Linked DNA regions of Gossypium hirsutum: region 2 is linked to region 1. A link is a contact called in public Hi-C data. All regions are on one chromosome and are shown on one strand. Each heading gives the region's core, a stretch centred on a gene start, on an enhancer-like site or on the middle of the called end of the contact. The rest is flanking DNA. Distances are from core to core; before and after follow the strand shown. Region 1 holds the start of LOC107929326 (putative glucuronosyltransferase PGSIP8). Region 2 has its middle 4.8 kb from the start of LOC107929341.

Region 1 (5,278 bases), core at 54-2,553:
CAAAGCATTATAGATTAGACCATCACTATTTTAGTCACAGTAATAGGAGGCATCCATTTGATAGCCCATGGGAAGTCTGTAGTGCCCATCTAAGGTGGTGCCATTTAGGTGGGGATAGAACTTTGGCTGGTCCAGCAAGTCAGGGAAGTAGGCACCAGTAAACCCCTGGTCTGCACCATCAGGGTTTGCTTTACCAGTTTCCAGTTGATGAATCATGTCTTTGAATACCTCCAACGATGGCTGCACATGAAATACTTTTTAGAACCCAAAGCTGCTTTTATGGAATTTAGTTGAAAATTTAAATTACTACCTGCAACACAAAGAGGCCAGTATGAAAGATGCAGGGGTTAATGAAGACAGCACAAAACTGGCCACATTGGAACAACTCATCAGTTTTGTGGAGGAAGAGATTGTCAGCATCTAGCATGACAACTCCGTCATAGTCCACTAATCTCCATGCATATAATTTGTTCAGTGTTAACTTGAATCTCTGTTGACCCTTGTAAGGGTTATTAACGTTCTCCACTCTCAGCACCTTTGCCCCATCTTCTTCTTCTCTACAGAAACACAACAAAAACAGAACCTGTAATCAACTTTTTTTCATTATAATAAGGAACACTGTTTGAACTAAATATGTTGTTCTATTATTTGAACTAAACATGTTGTTGAAAAATAGACAAGTAAGAAGCAAAAAGTTAGGCAGAGTTACAGAGCACGAAGCCAGCGGAGGGGAGCGTCAAGGGAGGCAATGACGATGAGATCAGCGTCCACTTGGAGCCTAATAAGCGATCTGATCAACACACGTGTTGCCACGTAGAACTCATAGTCTCTGGGTCTCCCCATGTACACCGTTGCATAAGCGTTACGGTGCTCCTTATTCTTATGTTTCAGATTAACCCCATAGAAGGCCGTGGCCTGCACCACCCCCACCATCACTACCATCACTCTCATTAATCCAACCACCTCTTTTCCTCTCACCCCGCTCCAACCCAGTCTTTTCTCTGCCTTCCTATGCTGTGGTTTACAAATTTTCTTTTCTTTTTTAACAAAAAAAAAAATAAGAAGAGAAAAAGAGTAGATATAACAGAGAAGGTAAGCTCAAAGCATGTAGAAATGGAAGAGAATAAAAGGCAGTAGGATTATTATAGGGAGGGAGGAAGCAGAGAAGGTAAGCTGCAAGTTGGCATTAAATTTGAAGCTTTATTTGGTTGTAAATACAAAAATGTTGGGAGGTTTTAAGCGATCTCAAGGTCAGACTCAAGAGAACATATTTAGAAATAAAGATAATATGTAAAGAGTTTCAACCAGGGGCGGAGCTGCGGAGAAAGGTAGCTTCTCGCCTCCATTAATTTATAGTATCTTGAAAACAATGCAAAACTATATTTATTGGTTAAAATTTGTCACAAGTCCCTCTATTCTTCACAAATTTGAAATTAATTCAGTCCCTTTACTTTTTATTTCAAGCAATTTAATCATTTTACTTTTTAGATTTTAAAATTTAGATTCAATAATTATTTTTTTGGTAAAGAAATATGAAAATCACTCACAAAGATCAGTTTCACTATAAACAAGTTGCCCATCAATCCGAAATTGCTCAATGATTTATGTCGAGATCTCCTAGAACCTTATAAGACCATACCGGAATTTTTGCATTACACCAGCCAAAGTATGAGCTATAGCATTGGCTTGTTATGGAACCTTTGTATCTCTTTTACAAAATTATTGTATCTAATATATATCATACAAAATTAAAGAAAAAAGAAAGAAGAAGAAAAAACTTTGGATTGTATAAGTAAGAGAGGTGTGGTGTTTATCTTTTCTCTCTCCCTTTAATGTAGTCAAAATACATAAGTATGAGTAATAAAAAATTGTCTTTAATTAACATTAATTCCGAATTTAGTTTCTGAAAAGTCCTACCTCTTGTATATGATGGATCCATTTTTATTTATGTCATCTTTTGGAATTCATACCTCAAATATGGGTTTATATTTCATTTGCTACATAAATTGTATTAGTAAATCAATATAATATTTATTTAAATTAATAAAGAAATATTAATTTTTCAAATTCATAAATTTTTAAATAATTTTAAATTGCATTTAATAAATCAATGATTTTTGAAATCCAAATATATTAGTTCTCCAAATAAGGGCGCCCCACCATGCCTCTCTTTTAGATGTTTTTGATAATTAAGGAAAGATTAAGATCGAATTTAAATTCTTATGCCTGTAATATAATATTCTTATCACTAGGTCAAAAAATTGTTGACAAGATCGATAATGAAAACGGTATAATTCCATAATTTAAACGAATGATCGTTAGGGTAAACTATATAAATGGTCACCTAACTATTAAAAAATTTCCTTTTAGGTCATTCGACTTTAAAAAATTACAAAAATCATTTTGTTTTACTTTATTTTAATTCAAAACCGTTCAAATACTAACAATTTGCTGAATCATCAATAAACTTCATGACATGTATTTTCTTAATCATGAATTTTTTCCACATAATTTCCATCTCATTTTATAATTAATATAAAACAACTAATTTTTAAAGCACTAAACATATACATCTCAAATCAATTGTATTCTCCATCCCTCCATCCCAACAATCCCACCACCGTCTACACCGCAACCATCTTTCACGTCCAAACCACCAACCTATATTTTCTTCTTTTTCAAACCCCCAATTGAGGAGCCACCACAATTGGGTTTTGACTATCTTTTGCTGTTGGGGATGGAACAAAATTCAAACCCAAAACCATTATCTATAGATAAATATTAATTTAATATTAATATCTCAAAATATTATCTAGATAAATATTAAATTAAATTAAATATTAAATTTATTAAAATAATATTATCTTTGAAAAAGTTAATTTGAAATTAAGTTATCCGGTAGAGTCCCACTACGAGTCTAATTTTTCCACTTCTCTACCGTCGAAGAACCATCGCCGTCGATCATTTTCCAGTCGTCGGCTCGCTGCCGTCGCAGCCAACATGCTCGGTGGTGTTGTCGTCGGTGCCACTTCCCTCGACACCCCAAATCATCGCTATTTTGCCCGAACGGGCCTGGCCGGTTTGGTCCTAGGCCAGTGATCTCTCGATCGGTCCGATCCAACCATCGATTGGACCGTCGGCCTAGTTTCATTCATAAGTCCTGATTCAACTAGTTTTGGGTTTCGGTCTTAAGTTTTGGTTCTCGAGTTCTATTTTCGATTTTGGGTCCAATTTTCAAGTTCAATTACCAGCCAATTGTATGAGTTGAAAATTAATTTTAAAAATATCATATTTATTTTAATTAATTTGATTAATTTAATCGAATAAATCGACTCAATTATATTATTTCTAAAGTCGTAGAATTTTTTTATGAGCCAAATACAATCTAATCGAGCTTTTGTTGAGCTGGCGGAGGGACCAATCGAACATATACAACTAGGCTCGAGTAATCGCAATTATGTCCAGAAGTATCGTTCTGATAATTCACAATTTACTTAATCATTAAGTCAATCCACAAGAAGTACCATGACTAAAAACTATTTATTATATACTCTTTATGAAAGCAATTCATCCAATTGCTCTGTCTAATGACCTCGTAATATGAGTTACCCTCATATGATATTCTTGATTCCTTTGAGTTAAATTCGTTCACTCAATACAATCTTATTTTATCTCATTGTCATCATTGTGTCTTCTTAATGATTATTATGATCATTGTAAACTAAATGACTGTGATAAATTGCTCGTTCAAAAACAAGCAATCCATAACCGCGTTCCTTATTTATCAATCCACACAATGCTAATGAGAGGATATCGTTAACTCTTTAATCGAGCTATGAATTCTATTGTTGCTAGTAAAGTCTTGCCATACACAAGTTATGTACGCAAAATACCAACTATCGCCTCAATCATCTTTAGAGTATAAACCTCCACTTATATCAAAGCACATGAGTTACATATACATGCTTATTGACTAACTCAGGATTTAGGTAAGTCACACCATGAACGTCACAAGCGAATCAATTCACAAACGGACTCAGAATTAATTGAATTTAGGTCCAGTCCAATGTATCATTCTTCCAAGGAGTACATCTATATCTCCACCCGTGAAGCTAACTGCTCCGATAGCCAAGATTAGCCATCTCCCTAATTGGGGAAAGAGTTTGAGATGACATACTTAGATTCATACTTCATAGCATTAAAGAGCAATAAGATGAAGGAGGTTTTTTTTCACAATAAAATACGCTAATGAGATCCTAAGAAGTTTTCAATGAAATATTGTCAAGTTGTAAACGCATCGGTGAAGTTTGACATCAAATTAACCAAGGAAGGAGACCAAAAACCTATGAATGCAACTTATCATAAATTTAATGGGTTGTATTAAGTACTTGACATGTACTCGTCTTGGTATACTGTTTGGAGTTGGTTTAGTTAGCAGGTATGGAGAATCCAAAGACTTCTTACTTAAAGGTAGCTAGGAGAATTCTCAAATACATCAGAGGGATAGTTGATTATGGGTTACTATTTTCATCAAAAGAAGTTACAGAACTTGTTGGTTTTAGCGATAGAGACTGGGCCACAAGCTATGATGATCGCAATAGCACTACCAGGTTCATGTTCTACCTTGGTGGCATTGCATTCACTTGTCTTCAAAGAAGCAATCAATTGTTGCTTTATCAATTTGTGAAGCATGATGTATTGTTGCAATTTCTTGTATTTGTCATGCTATTTGGTTAAGAAGGCTATTTCATAAGGTTCATCATGAAAAGTCTAAGCATATTGATATTCGGTTTCATTTCATAAGGGAACATGTCAAAGCAAAAGAAGTTAACCAACTACTTCAAGTGAATTCTTGCAATCAAGTTGTTGATATATTTACAAAACCACTGAAAGCGGAAGTTTTTCGATACTTGAGAAAGTTGTACGGAGCTAAAGCTCATAAAGGAACAAGTTTAAGGGGGAAAATGTTGGAGTTTTAACTTGTACCTTCATTATTCAAAGTAGAAGTTTGAAGGACCTATCCTAAAAACAATATCAAATACCTTGTCTTTAAGTATTCATAACTGAAAATTCATAATATGAGTTTGAGCGCACTTAACTCTATATTTACTTCCGATTTAAGGATATATTTTCTTCCTATTTAAAGGATGAGAGGAGTTAGAACTAGAAGTAGGCTATAGCAACGTATAAACACAAAATTCAACACGTTTCTCATGAACTCGATGCAAAAGATACTAGAAATTAGATTTCTAGGAAGCAGTCTTAAACTCCCAAGGAA
Region 2 (4,602 bases), core at 1,140-3,639, 68 kb after region 1:
GTTTTCATTTATTTTGTACCTTTCAAGTAATTATTCATTGAAACCTTCCATGTATAAGCTGGGTTTCATTGATATAAAATAAATTATAGAGGTTTGATCAATAGTAGTCGATAGAATGTAAGATAAATAAAGAAATAGATAAAAGTTGGAGTGGAGGACAAATACAAAAGAATTAATTGTAAAACTTACATAAAACATATGCATAAATGGATCATAAATTTTTATCAATTTGAAGGGTGTGTATCATTGGGTGGGCCACATATTTGGTATGGGATATAATTCCTAAAGAAGTTGAGCAAATTAGTGGTGGGAATTTCAAAGAAAACAAGAGAATATAATCGTAGGGCTCACATATTGCTTGGAACATATGTGTCTGAATTTATAAATGTGAGTAGTCGGCCTATGTTCCAACCTAGAAAAGAAGTTGGTGAGTGGGTCCAATGTAGGAGCCATAAATCCAACTCATCTTTCTCAAGAGGTTGCTCCAATTTCTTTTCCTAATTTATTTAATGGTTCAAAGTAGGGTGGTTTCCATATGTCTTTGAATTGCTATCCATAAGCTTTGCTTCATTTTCCCTTTTCCTTTTCTTTTTTCTATTTTATGCATTTTTTTTTAATTTTAAAAAAATTGAACTGGTTAATATATGTATTTTTTTTATGAATACTATTAGGGGAAATAAAATTTCAGCATTTTTTAATTTTTTAATAAAAAAAGATGTATTTTAGTTTTTTTAATTCAATTAGTTAAAAAGGGTGAATTATTTTAACAAAAGTTACTTCAGATATTTGTAAGGTGAGATTTTTTTTCTTTTCATGAAATATTTGTTTTATTTTTGTTTTAAAAAATGAATTGTAATTATAGTTTATAAAACAGAGTGGAAACTTTCAATATATTATATTTATACTTATATGTTTTTTTTTAAGAAAACTTTTGTTACTTCTCTTTTTTTATATGTATAATATATGATTAGATATAAGCTATTTAATGTTAACGAGGTATTGGTTCAATCATGAGTAGAAAGCTTTAAATTTTTTTAAATATATTATGTCAAATTTAGTCCTTAATGTTTATATTTTTTTGTCAAATTGGTCTTTTTTCTTCTTTTTTAATCTAAATTTGGCTGTCAACCTTTTAAAAAGAGTCCAATTTGACAACCATTTGAAAAAGAGTCGAAATGATGTTTTGTAACAAGAACACTAACTAAAATGTTAAAATTTTTAAACACAACAACTTACTTGATAATTCATGTATGCTCCATGCTATTTATTTTGAATTTTTATGAATTTTTATATATATTTTAATCTTATTCATTTATTTTACTCAGTCCGAAAAATAGGCCTAAAATTTTGCTCAAACTCAGCCTGAGTAAAAATGTTAAAACCCGAGCCTGGCCCGGCTACCTGTAATAAAAAATTTTGTATTGTTTTTTTATATAAAGATAAATTTTAAAAATATAATACATCAAATATATTAAAAACATTAATATAAATGTTTCACAACAAATAGAAAAAATTAAAAATATATATTTAAATAACACTAAGATAAGTACAATTTAACAAGCAAATACCTTTAAAATAGTAGTAAATTAATAAAAAAAAAGAGTTATACAATATTCAAATATTAACATCAAAATAGTAACAATATAATAGCAAAACAATGTAAAAAAAAGCAATAATTTTTTTTTTTGCAAATGTGGGTTAGGTTGGGCTTGGACCAAAAAAAGTTTACATGAGGCCCAACCCGTTTAGAAATCGGTTTTTTGGATTTATATTTTTGTCTAAACCCTCCCATTTTTTAGATTGACCTTCAGGTCAGGCCGACCCATGAACAAATCTAACAGTCACGCCAACAAGGTTAAAAATCAATATTTAAAAGTAATTAGTCTTTGGTTAATAATTGACTTATGACTATCTTATTCATTAAGGTATTAATTATGGTAATATTCTAGGTGAGTGAGGGAAAAAAAAACATATGAAGAGAGTTAGATTTTCCATTTGTTTTTACTTGATAGGAAAGAAACAAAGAAAGTAGGGATTTGAGGTTAGATGGATTTCAACATGACGTAATGATCCTCGGATCTTGTGGTGATCCTATGTTGCTAACACAAGTGAATAAAAAATAAAGTTCACATGTACTAATACCCTTTGGGATCACTCAAAACTTTTGCATTAAATATCTTAATTAACCTCATCTTTGTACTTATCTTAGTTAAGATTAGATAAAATTGGGGTATTCTCCAGCATTGTCATTTTCCAATGTAACTTTTAATGTAAACATTTAGGTATTCACATTTTATATATTTTTTGAGTGTGGCTCATAATCATGGGTTCGTTTCAATGGAATGCCAGCATACACTATCACATCATACTTGGGCCTATGCACCTTCATGGTTCCTACTGGGCTTCCAACATTCTTGCATGGGTTTCCTTCTATCATTATTGGTTTGCATTTTCAGATACTACTATTTAAAAGTTAAAACCATTACTAAATTGGTATTATAAATTCACTAGAAAGGAAAATAAGCCAATTTTTCTTTAAATTAACATATTAGTAAAATATATAAGTATTAATTAAAAAATTTTAAAGTTGTAGAAGAGAATTTTAAAAAAGTTTAAAAACATTCCCAGTTTTTTTCTTTTATCATTATTCACAATATTTTAATTTTTTTTATAAACAATCATTAACTGATCATACATTTTTTTTATCACTTCTCAATTTATTAATTATTTATATATTTTCCTTAAAATGTGTTTGAAAAATTATTTAATAATTAGATTTGAGTATAATTATTTATAATTATAATAATTAATTAGATCTATTAAATCGAGTGTAATTGAAATAATTACTGTCATTTTTCAATTCTTAAAAGGTTGAAAATATTTGAAGTATACAAATAATTAATTATGATGAGTATAAAAAAATGTATTTAGGTTTGTTAAAAAAGATGTCTTTGAATTTAGTGGGACAAATATTTTATCAACAACAGATAAATATTAAATTTATATTGTCCAATTTAATATACGGAATTTTATTTGATGCAATTATATACATAAAACTTATATCGTTCATATATATATACATGAAACTTTGATATTGATTCAATTATATAGATTTAAACAAATGAATACATATATTTATTTTCATAGTGGATTAATATGTCTATGTATGTAATATTCAACACAAAATCAAAGTTCATGTATGAGATTAAAAAGTGGATTAAAGTTCAAGTACAATATTTGTAACACCCCTTTCCCGAGACCGTCGCCGGAATCGAGTACGAGATGTCATCCAATTTAACTTACCAATTCGGAGCATAAAAATTTGCTTTTAAAATTAAGTTCACTGTTCACAACAAAACTGTCCACCTACGTGACTGTCACTAATTTAATTATAGCTCGAGTTACAGAACTCGAAATTTAAATCCGTAAATTTTCCCTGAAAGTAGACTCATATTCCTACTTACCATAAAATTTTTAGAATTTTTGGTCTATCCAGTTAGTACAGTTTATTCATTGAAGTCTCCCCTGTTTCACTACTTAACAGTTCTGACCTCTTAACACTAAAAATCAATTATCTCATTGTACAGAATTCATATAAGGTTATAATTTATTTCTTTTGAAAATAGACTCACTAAGGAATCTATAAATATAAATTTTAGCTTATAATTCTCTCTGTACAATTTATAATGATTTTCTAAAGTCAGAACAGGGGACTACAAAAACTATTCTGACCTTGTCTCACTAAAATTTAAATATCTCAAAATACAGAATTCCTTTGCCTACACCATTTCTTTCATATAAAAATAGACTTGATAAGCTTTAATTCCATATATAATTCACTCTCTAATTCCATTTCTACTATTTATGGTAAATTTTAACATTCACGTCACTGCTGCTGTCAAAGAAACTGCTTCTTTGAATTAGTTACTATTTAACATACATAACACCCAAAACTTAATTTTTACTAACTATTTCAATAGCTAATCTTAGCCATATCATTTGAACATGCTCAAAATGATTAAGACTCTATACATGCCATAGTTTAAACATTTTGAAAAGCACATAATACCGAGATGATTATGATAGTGTGATACAAGCTCCGATGATCCCCAATTCGATCAAGTTCAAATCACTATAAAACAAAGGAAAAGAAGAAAGGTGTAAGCTACTAATAGCTTAGTAAGTTACATGTAAACAATAGGTACTCATTTAATAATTAACACTTTTAATATATAACTAATCAAAACATTTCTTAGCAATTTCAATCACTTACACATGCACAATCTTACCAATTCACTTGCATATACATTTTCACACTTAACATTTATCACATATGCTCATTCTTTCATTTTTACCTGCATACACACTTCATTTCATATTCATTTTAACTCATTATTAATCCCGTTGAACACTCGGAATATACACAGATACGTAGAGATTTAGCACAATAGTGCCACACTGATATGTAGCCGAAGCTACCACTGAATGTAGCCGAAGCTACCACTGAGATGTAGCCGAAGCTACCACTGATCAATAACACTGGAAATGTCCACGGGCCTGCTCACACAAGCTGTCAGGTGTCTGCAACACATGCTAGATCAC

Evidence for each region. Hi-C and Micro-C count contacts between places; a contact is called where the count stands out from the background.
Region 2: a contact with region 1 is called in a Hi-C map of leaf, with 3 times the contacts expected there. The contact joins the enhancer-like site here to the promoter of LOC107929326 in region 1. A contact is called at or near these places in 3 of 34 Hi-C or Micro-C datasets (hypocotyl, leaf and petal).

Annotation. Positions count from the first base shown.
Region 1 is chrD08:58,425,619-58,430,896 of Gossypium_hirsutum_v2.1, forward strand. LOC107929326 (putative glucuronosyltransferase PGSIP8) reads right to left here and starts at 1,304. Exons shown (of 5, transcript XM_016860713.2): 1 at 710-1,304; 2 at 311-557; 3 at 39-240. The coding sequence starts at 951.
Region 2 is chrD08:58,493,027-58,497,628 of Gossypium_hirsutum_v2.1, forward strand. No RefSeq gene overlaps it. Among protein-coding and RNA genes, the nearest start is that of LOC107929341, 4.8 kb to the right of the region's middle. Within about 2 kb of position 2,390, at least 4 of the 9 cell types and tissues checked have an H3K27ac peak or open chromatin away from gene starts, as enhancers often do. A contact at or near this core is called in hypocotyl and leaf, where this site is marked.